Regions from separate parts of the Bicyclus anynana genome. Here region 1 is linked to region 2. Evidence: chromatin contacts called from public Hi-C data. All regions are on one chromosome and are shown on one strand. Each heading gives the region's core, a stretch centred on a gene start, on an enhancer-like site or on the middle of the called end of the contact. The rest is flanking DNA. Distances are from core to core; before and after follow the strand shown.

The links. Hi-C and Micro-C count contacts between places; a contact is called where the count stands out from the background.
Region 1: a contact with region 2 is called in a Hi-C map of whole body, with 2.2 times the contacts expected there. The contact joins two enhancer-like sites. A contact is called at or near these places in 2 of 2 Hi-C or Micro-C datasets (whole body and whole larva).

Annotation. Positions count from the first base shown.
Region 1 is chr25:10,853,177-10,858,128 of ilBicAnyn1.1, forward strand. It overlaps LOC112047009 (hexokinase-2-like), which reads left to right. Exons shown (of 11, transcript XM_024083902.2): 4 at 342-453; 5 at 522-628; 6 at 1,046-1,266; 7 at 1,493-1,701; 8 at 2,195-2,332; 9 at 2,746-2,888; 10 at 3,266-3,399; 11 at 3,700-4,952. The coding sequence ends at 3,789. Among protein-coding and RNA genes, the nearest start is that of LOC112047009, 32 kb to the left of the region's middle. Within about 2 kb of position 3,320, at least 6 of the 8 cell types and tissues checked have open chromatin away from gene starts, as enhancers often do.
Region 2 is chr25:10,712,689-10,717,509 of ilBicAnyn1.1, forward strand. It overlaps LOC112047020, which reads right to left. Exons shown (of 11, transcript XM_052889402.1): 8 at 4,310-4,640; 9 at 3,100-3,916; 10 at 1-23. Among protein-coding and RNA genes, the nearest start is that of LOC112047001, 14 kb to the left of the region's middle. Within about 2 kb of position 3,508, at least 7 of the 8 cell types and tissues checked have open chromatin away from gene starts, as enhancers often do.

The sequences.
Region 1 (4,952 bases), core at 2,070-4,569, 140 kb after region 2:
AGCGCGAGATCGAGAGCGGGCTGCGGGAGCGCTCCTCCAGCCTGCAGATGGAGAACACGTACGTGCCCGAGCTGCCCGACGGCACAGGTGGGTGTGGGTGCGAGCTGTGCACAGCACAGGTGGCGAGGTGTTCCAGCGCGAGATCGAGAGCGGGCTGCGGGAGCGCCCCTCTAGCCTGCAGATGGAGAACACGTACGTGCCCGAGCTGCCCGACGGCACAGGTGGGTGTGGGTGCGAGCTGTGCACAGCACAGGTGGCGAGGTGTTCATTAAGTATCCTTAATTGTTAATTTTATTCAAGCGAAGGTTTCACAACAATAAATGTTCGCATACGTGTTTCAGAGGAAGGCGTGTTCCTGGCGCTGGACCTGGGCGGCACCAACTTCCGCGTGCTGCTGCTGGAGCTGCGGGCCGGCCAGCTGGTGCGCGAGGACGTCAAGCACTACCACATCAGGTAGATACTACCACATCAGATCGGGTCGGTTTAGCCTCATCTCTCCTAATGATGACTTGTTGATGCAGTGACGAATTGAGACTGGGCTCCGGCGCCGATCTGTTCAACTTCCTGGCAGACTGCGTGCAGGACTTCGTGCGCGCTGAGGGCTTGGAGCACGAGGAGATGTCCCTGGGTACGTGCCACATTTACTCAATCAACTTTCATTATCACAGGGGAGACACCGTCAACGTTGACTATAATTTTCTGGAGAAGACCATAACATTGGACACAGTGCAAGGCTTCGTAGAATTCCTTCGTGACCTACAAATAGTTGGTCTGCTTATAGATGATGATTTTGGTCACATCTGCTTGATCCGTCAATTATTTCTACAAAAAACTGCAGATAGTCTGAGTTTGTTCGGTTCATCATCAACATAAATTTTCTCAAGAGGGATAAGGAGGTCGAGAGTAGGGAATGAAGAAGACGGTCCGCAGACGCTAAGAGCAAGAATCTGTTTTGCCTTTTAACCTTTTTGACCCATGTGATCGTGAGGGTTATGGAAGATGCATCAATGATTTAATCTTAAAAGCAATTTGCTTAATTTCCCAGGGTTCACTTTCTCGTTCCCGATGAAGCAGCACTCGATTTCGTCGGGCGAGCTGATCACGTGGACCAAGAGCTTCAAGTGCAGCGGCATGGCGGGCGTGGACGTGGCGGCGCTGCTGCAGCGCTGCCTGCGCGAGCGCGGCCTGCGCGTCACCGTGCAGGTGCTGCTCAACGACACCACCGGCACGCTGGTCGCCGGCGCGCACAAGGACCCCGAAGTCGCGGTACGTATCACTATTCTTGTACTACTCGAATGAATGTACTAAAGTATTTTAGTAGAAAACAGATCTTTAGAAGAATATTAAAGTTCTGCCATATTCTTACATCTGAGAAGATTGATATCTAAGAGATATAGTTATTGAAAATCGTTGCACCAATGATTTTTACTAGTATCAGTACCTGCATATGTACCGGGCAACACGATTGTGAGCCGTGAAGTGACGGTTCCAGATCGGCGTGATCCTGGGCACGGGCTCCAACGGCTGCTACATGGAGCGCGCCGAGCGCGTGCAGCACTGGGAGGCGCGCCACGCGCGGGTGCGCGACGTGGTGGTGGACATCGAGTGGGGCGCCTTCGGGGACAACGGCTGCCTCGCCTTCCTGCGCTCCGCCTTCGACTCGGAGGTGGACGACCACTCGCTGCTGCCGGCGTCCTTCACGTGAGTGGACGCAGCGTACGTCGCTAATCAGCTGATGGCCGTCTAACGCTGGACAAGGGACTTTACAATTTAGTTCGTCCATTTGCCATTCTACCACAGAACAGCGAGACGCCGCGCCGTGAACAATGGCCTCCCTTTGTTTTCAATAATAATTAAAATTGCTAAAATGTGGAATGCCCTTCCGGCGTCTGTGTTTCTAGGGACCTCCGATTTCATAGATTCAGTGCGTTTAATAACTAGCGGCTCTGCGACACTACACTTTAAATAAACGCGTAATTGTACACTGACGCACATACCGACACTGCCACAGCGAAGGGCAGCGAGCAACCGCAGTCTGCCCATTGGACATCTTATTGACATTACAGAGCCACAGAGCTTCAGTCCTAAAAGAACACAACCGAGGGAGAAATTTCCCGCGCGCCTTAGCCGGGTCAGGCCCCCTGAGATTATCTCTACTGGACTCAGAGTTGAGCAACACTGTGTCGTGTCACAGGTTCGAGAAGTACATCGGCGGCAAGTACCTGGGCGAGCTGCTGTGCGCGGCGCTGCGCGGGCTGGCGCGCGACGCGCTGTTCCCCGCGCCGCCCGCCTGGGGCGCGCTCGACTCCGCGCACCTCAGCCTGTTCGAGCAGTGAGTCTTCAGTTTACTTCTGGCACTATAGAGCTAGGCGTCCCTACTTATAGGATACTAGCGAAACTTCGCGGTTCAACCAGCGCAGATCCCATTCACGTGGGAGTACTAGGACAATATATATAGCCTATGTTACTCCCTGGCACGGTGACATTGTTTGACTCTGTAATGATCGCTATCAAAATTCTTTTAAGAAGTTCTAAACTAAATATTGCGCTATAGACTTTGATTTTTAAAAGTTCCATTATAATAAAGAAGTAGATCCTTTTACGAAGGGAAAGTGTTGAAAGAAAAACTGCGTTACCATCATCACTATAATAATATATAAGAATAACCAAACATCACGGCATTAAGTTCTCTGTTCGGTGTTGGTCTCCAACTCAACTAATATCGACATTGTCGTTGTTTGTCAGAGAGAACTTGTCGGGCGCGTGGTCGCAGACGTCGGACGCGCTGCGGACGGCGTGCGGCGCGCCGGTGTCGCGCGACGACGCGTTAGTCGCGCAGCACGTCGCGCGCATCCTGTCCAACCGCGCCGCGCAACTCGTCTCCGTCTGTGAGTGTTTGTGCTGATGCATCCTCTAATTTTTGCGGGTTTATTTTGATATAAGTACAGATTTCGATATCACAGCCTCCCCCCACTTTTCCTTTAGGTACACTATAAACAATTTTACTACTACATGCAAAGCTAAACTGTCTTGTGAAAAATCATAAAATATACATACACATGAAAATAAATATTCAACATATGAAAATAAAACGGCGCCATCTAGTTATAAAAAAGAAAAAAATAATCTGTGAATAGATGGCGCTGTTTCAATTCCATACAAATAAAGTTTCAATTGCATAAAAGTAAACTTGTTACTATTACAATCGTACGTACGCAAACACAAGGTGAGAAGCCCTCGGTGTTGACCGTGAGTGTGTCCGCAGGTATAGCCACGATCCTGCGGCGCATGGGGCGCGCGCACGCGGCGGTCGCGGTGGACGGCTCGGTGTTCAAGAAGCACCCGCGCATCCGCTCGCTCATGGACAAGTACATCGCGCTGCTCGCCCCGCACCACCGGGTGAGTGACCACCATTATACACGTGGCCAAAGTTATGGAAGGAAAATATTTCAATTTTGCACCACGACAACGCGCCATGGCATAAGGCCGTCATTTTTACTAAAACTTGTCTAATACGTCGAATTTGTTGGACAGTCAGCTGAATTTTTGTTTTTCTAAACGACTTTTTTTTGAAAAGCATCTTCATTTGTTTTTGTAGAAGAACTATAGATTTGACTAAAACTACGTAGTCGTATTGCAGACAAAATAAAACAAAACGAATGAATGAAGATAATATATAGGTTATTTTTTCTTTTCCAGTTTACTCTTCAGGGGGCAGAGGACGGCAGCGGCAAAGGCAGTGCGCTCACAGCCGCCATAGCCGCGCGCGTCGCGGCGCGGTCCCCCTAAGGACGTTGCGATTGTCGCCATAAGACGTGCCGCGACTGTCGCAACTCACCGGTCAGCGTGTCATCGCCGGTGACTCATCAGTGAATCAAAAATTGTCCATATAAGTTTCACCGACCACCGTAGTAGGTAGATACGTGAATCAAGAATGTATTTGGAGATCTTGGTAGGCAGGTCTGGAATCCCTACAATCAATTGATTGGCGCTGAGCTTTAAAATTAACTGTAAAAGTATAAAGCAAAATAAATAATCCTATTAGTCCTGTATAGCAATTATATACGAAATGCTGCTATCACAGTTCTTTTAATGTAGTAGGTAAGGTAGGAGTATTTCCTATAAATTTGGGGTTACAATCGCTACCGAAATTTAATTAAAAAAAATGTTCAACGAACTGTGTTCGGAAATTAATATTTTTGGGGTAAATATTATTTCTTTTGTAAATAGATCTTAAAATTTGTCCCCTAAACGCATCCTTATAATTATGAAGTAGCCAAGTTTTACATATTAGAAATTACAATTCAGAATGTAAATATATTTATAGGCGAGTGTTAGATGGATAGTCGGAATTATTTGAACTACTTTGTATAAAAACATGAAAAGGTTTTATTTTTTAATTAAAAAAGTATTGGCTATGCAGTTCGGCTCCTATAAGAGGACTCGTCAACACCTTGAAGTTATGGGAAATACTCCCAAGCAACCTGTATACTAAATAAAAAAAAATTTAGATCATGACGTAATGTTCAAGACTCGCTGGCACGGGTTATATTGTTCTTAAAGTTTAAGAAACATTTTGTTGTTAGAAACTTTGCGGTTAGCATTCCAGGTTTGTTGTTAAAGTTAATTTTATTGTTGTATTTATTTTTCTTAAAATGCACACAACTGAAAAGTTGGAGGTGCATGCCCGGGACCGGATTCGAACCCACACCCTCCGGAATCGGAGGCAGAGGTCATATCCACTAGGCTATCACTGCTCCATGCATGCACCTCCAACTTTTCAGTTGTGTGCATTTTAAGAAATTAAATATCACGTGTCTCAATCGGTGAAGGAAAACATCGTGAGGAAACCTGCATACCAGAGAATTATCTTCATTCTCTGCGTGTGTGAAGTCTGCCAATCCGCATTGGGCCAGCGTGGTGGACTATTGGCCTAACCCCTCTCATTCTGA
Region 2 (4,821 bases), core at 2,258-4,757:
CGGACTGTCGCCCACGCCGTTGCCTGCGACAAACGAACAAGCTACAATAAAATAAATCGAACACAAATAAATTATTATATTTAATAAGAAAGTGATAACATTATGTTTGTAATTATTAAATGTGTCGGAGACAGGCTGATATCATGATTTAAAGGGCAAACACGGATTATCTAATTAAAGTCTACCAAGTCTTACAATTTCCACCAATGATATAAACAAAAATCTCTCTAATAGCAGAGCTTATCTGTTACATACATTAATAATATTTATAATGTGTATTGTTTGAGTACTTGTCAATGTCAATGATATGTTACTTGTCTGTCTAATTGTCTTGTCTATTGTCTACTGTCATGTCATGAAGTCTGTACACGTATCTATCCTATTAAATAATATAATCGCCAAGCATCCGTGGTCTTATTTATTATTACAAACATTACATGGTGTCAGAAGAAAAAGCGACAACAGGGAAAAAAATTCTAAAGTTTATTTTGACAACGCGATGCCAAGGAGAGTGGAAAGTCCGAAGCTTGCTGATCTGCGTGTAAGTCTGGTTAGAAATATACTCAACTGGATGTGCAACAACACTTACTATTAAGATAGGATTCTCATAGAAATATCTCAAAATCTAGATGACGCCGTTAACATAGCGAAGCGCTGCGAGTCAACTAAAAGTCAAGCCCAAGCTTTAGAAGATTCATCACTTCATTTTGTAGGACGTGTCTCAAGGTCTCCAACTGTCAATGTCTCATCACAAGAAGCAGAAGCATGTCAAGGTCCCAGTCGCAGCAAAGATATCATAGTCCAAGATCAGAATCGGGTCAGAAGAAACCATGTGGTCGGTGTGGACAGGTACATAGAATAAAGTGTCCTGCCCAAGGAGTTAATTGCAGAAACTGCAATAAATTAAACTATTTTGCAAATTTATGTCATTCGCCTCATATAAAAATACTAGTAAAAAGGGAAATTAATGTGTCGGATAGGTCTAATGACTCATAATTTTATGTGGGTACAGTCTATTGTGTGCATCAACAAAATAATTCCAATGTCTCTAACCCATGGAATATTGATTTATATATAAACAAAAAAAAGATACAGGTGCCGAAACAAACATTTTATTAATTCACACATACAGCACACTAGACTTACCACTTAGTTTTATACAAAAAAGTAAACAACACAAACATGTCAAGATATAATTTCTTCTAATAAAGATTTATTTGAAGGTTTAGGACGTTTAACAGATTTCCAATGTGACCTAACACTAAAACCAAATGCAACCCCATTTATTGAGGCATGTAGAAGGGTTCCGTTCAGTCTACAAAAACCATTGAAACAAGAGCTGGAATTTGTGGAAAAAAATGGAGTCGTACAAAGAGTTGACGAGCCAACCAAGTGGGTAAGTGCATTAGTTTTAACATCAAAAAAGAACAGTAAATTAGGTTTGTGTGTAGATCCTAGGAAACATAACCAGTCAATTTCAAGGTCTCATTTTCAATTCCCAACTTTAGATGAAATTAAATCACATCTGATTAATTATTGTGCTTAATACTTTTCAACATTAGATGGAAATAAAGGCTATTGGATGCTCAAGTTGGCGGAAGCTTCTTTAAAGCTGTGTACGTTCATTTCACCTCGTGGTAGATTAAGGTTCACCAGAGTCCCTTACGGAATAAATGCAGATCCAGAGATATTATATAAGTCAAATACATGTAGACAAATTAACTGATTGCAATGATGTATTTATTTATTTATTTATTTGTAACAAACAGTGTTTAACAAAATATGTATAAAAATACATACAGTTACAAAGAAAGTTACAATATAAAGTAGGTATAACATATATAATAACAATATAAGGTAGGTAGGTAGGTGAAAATGAAAATTAATTTTTAAAAGAAATGATAGTGAATAAAATAATATTATTAAGTTAATTACATATAAGAAAAATAGTACAAAATTTATTTAAAAATTCGCAAGTTGAATTAAAGTGAATGAGCGTGAGTGTGGGTGTGTGAGTCCGTGTGCTCGTGTGTGTGCATGAGTCTAAGAGCATGAGAAAGAGAATGGACGTGTGTGTAGATAAATAAAAAAGATCTCAATGGGAGTAAGTCTTATTATATTTTCGAGATAGCCGTACCAAAATTGCGTTTTGGCCATAGTTGGAGTTTGATTTAGGCGCAACTAGTAAGCGAGTGTGCCGGGGCCTAACGAGAGAGCTGACAGTAAGCTAGGACAGTCAATACGGCCAATCAAGATAGCTTGCCACAGAAGAATGTCAATCTGATTTCTTCTTTGCTCCAGGGTGTCTATTTTATAGTGCGCACAAGCTTCTTCATAATTGTTAAATCGCCTGTAGTCTTTGAACGCAAGATATCTGAGAAATTGTCTTTGAACTGACTCCAGCCTTTAGAGTGTATAATATAATAGGGAGACCAAATATTACACGAATATTCAAGAAGACTTCTAACGTAGGCAAAGTACAATGTTTTTATGCATTCTATGTTATCGAAACTACGAGTGACGCGTTTGATAAATCCTAGTTATGTGATGACATTTTTTGGTATTGACAATTATTCTATTCCTAACATAGTACTCAGTCAAAGCATTCAGGTCTTCTTGTAGTTTTAGACAATCATCAAGAGAGCGTATTTTAAGAAATACTTTTTTGTCATCAGCAAACATTAAAAACTTGGAGTACCTAAAACAACTGCCAATATCAAAGAGGTATGCATTGTACAAGAGTGGCCCCAGGATTGATCCCTGAGGTACCCCAGAAGAAATACCAACAAAGTCACTTCTGGCACTTCCCATTACTACAGCCTGCATTCGATTTTTGATATATGACGTTACCCATCGCAGCAAATTACCGTTTATTCCCAGGACGCTAAGTTTATGTATTAGGATTACGTGATCTACACGGTCGAAGGCTTTTTCGAAGTCCGTGTAGATCACATCCACCTGACATCTCTCATCCATACTCCGTACATACATAGTCAGCGATAGACTATGTGCGAATTCCTGTCGGTTAATTACGAGAGCCTGCACCGGAAAACGCACTGTTGGTCGACCCCCCACTAGATGTATAACGCAATGGATCACCTTGGTCCTGCGCGTAGTGGTCGGCGTAGCGCAGGCGCTCGGCGTCGGCGAACAGGCCCGCGCCGAACGCGCCCGGCGCCGCGCCCGCCGGCGACAGCTCGGCGCTGGGCTGGCTCTGCTTGGCGTAGTCCGACAGCGACGAGTTGCTGTTGCTGCCCGGGTGCATGTCCGTGCTGCCCATGGGGCTGTGGTCGTCGCGCGGCGGCTCGAAGTCCAGCGCCGCCATGCCGGGCGACACGGGCCCCGGCGACGAGATGGCGGCGCCGATGTCGCCGGACAGCTCGGCGCCGAAGCCGGCCGCGGCGCCCGCGAAGTGGTCGTAGGCGGGCGGCGCGGGCGCGGGCGACGAGTGCTGGCTGTAGGGCGTGTGCGAGGGCGAGGGCGTGTAGGAGGCGGGCGACGCGCCGGGCGGGAAGCGCGGCTGCGGCTGCGCCGCGGGGCTGGGCTGCTGGCGGTAGGCGGCCGGGCTGCTGGCGTACAGCGGCGAGCGCGTGAAGGCGCGCGCGCCGGGCGAGCCGTAGCCGGCGCGCGGCGGGCTGGGCGCGCTGAAGGGCGCGGGGCTGGGCGGGAACTGCGGCTGCGGCGTGGCGGCGGGCCGCTGCGGGCCGGGCGAGTAGGGCTGCGAGCGCGGCGACGCGTAGTGGCGCGGGGAGGCGTAGCCGGGCGAGGGGTAGCCGCGCGCCAGCAGCCCGCCCTCCAGCTCCAGCGCGCCGCCGTAGTACGGCTCGTCGTGCGCCGCGCCGTACAGCGCGCCGGGGAACTCGCCGTGCAGGAACTGCTCGTGCGCGCCCAGCCCGCCCTGCAGCATCGCGTTCGGCTGCCCGCGTTCGACATTTTACATTTTGGAAGCAGTGTGCAATATCATATACGAATACCATTAATGAAAATGTAGAATAATGGTCTCAACAACGAACCCTAGGGGACTCCTGAAGGGGCCTTAAGTATGAGATGTAAAGCTCTTAACGACTATGTGCGAATTGCTGTTGGTTAATTACGAGAGCCTGCACCGGAAAACGCTGTGTTGGTCGACCCCCACTAAGTGGACGGATTACATCGAGCGAGTTGTAGGGAGCAGCCGATTGCTGGCGACTCGAGACCGTTTTGTCGAGATGGCCATATGAGGGTAACTATCCGCCAAGGCCAAAGGAATACAATTTTGCAAATAGATCATGTTGTCGAATGCCTTTAAGGAATCTGTCGCGCCACTCACCTGTTGTTGCTGTTGCTGTTGTTGTTGCTGTTGCTGCTGCTGCTGCTGTTGCTGTTGCTGCTGCTGCTGCAACAGGAACTGCTGCTCCTCGGGCCGGATTTTCTTGGGCCGCCCTCTCTTCTTCTTCGGCGGGTTCTCCCCGTTGGGGTCGATGCTGGGCGGCTGGCGAGGGGCGCGCGGCGCGCGGGGCGTGGGCGGCGCCACCTCCCCGTTCTCCAGCTTGACCTTCTTGGGGCGGCCGCGCTTCTTCTTGAGCGGCACCTCCGTGCCGTCCTCCAGAATGATGGTGTCCCCCGGCTCTGGCTCCATCGTCAGCCTGTAAGCAGACTCCCTTTGGTACAGTATTTTTAATCTGTCGTTCACGAGTTATGAGTGACGGGCGGCGCGAGCGACGCTTTGTCTGTTTGCGCATCTGGTTCCGTCACTCGCGGGCGAAACTACGTTCTCGCAGCAGCTTCACCGAGCAGTTTGTGCGGACACAGGAGATCAGCTAGATGCGAGTCGAGGACTAC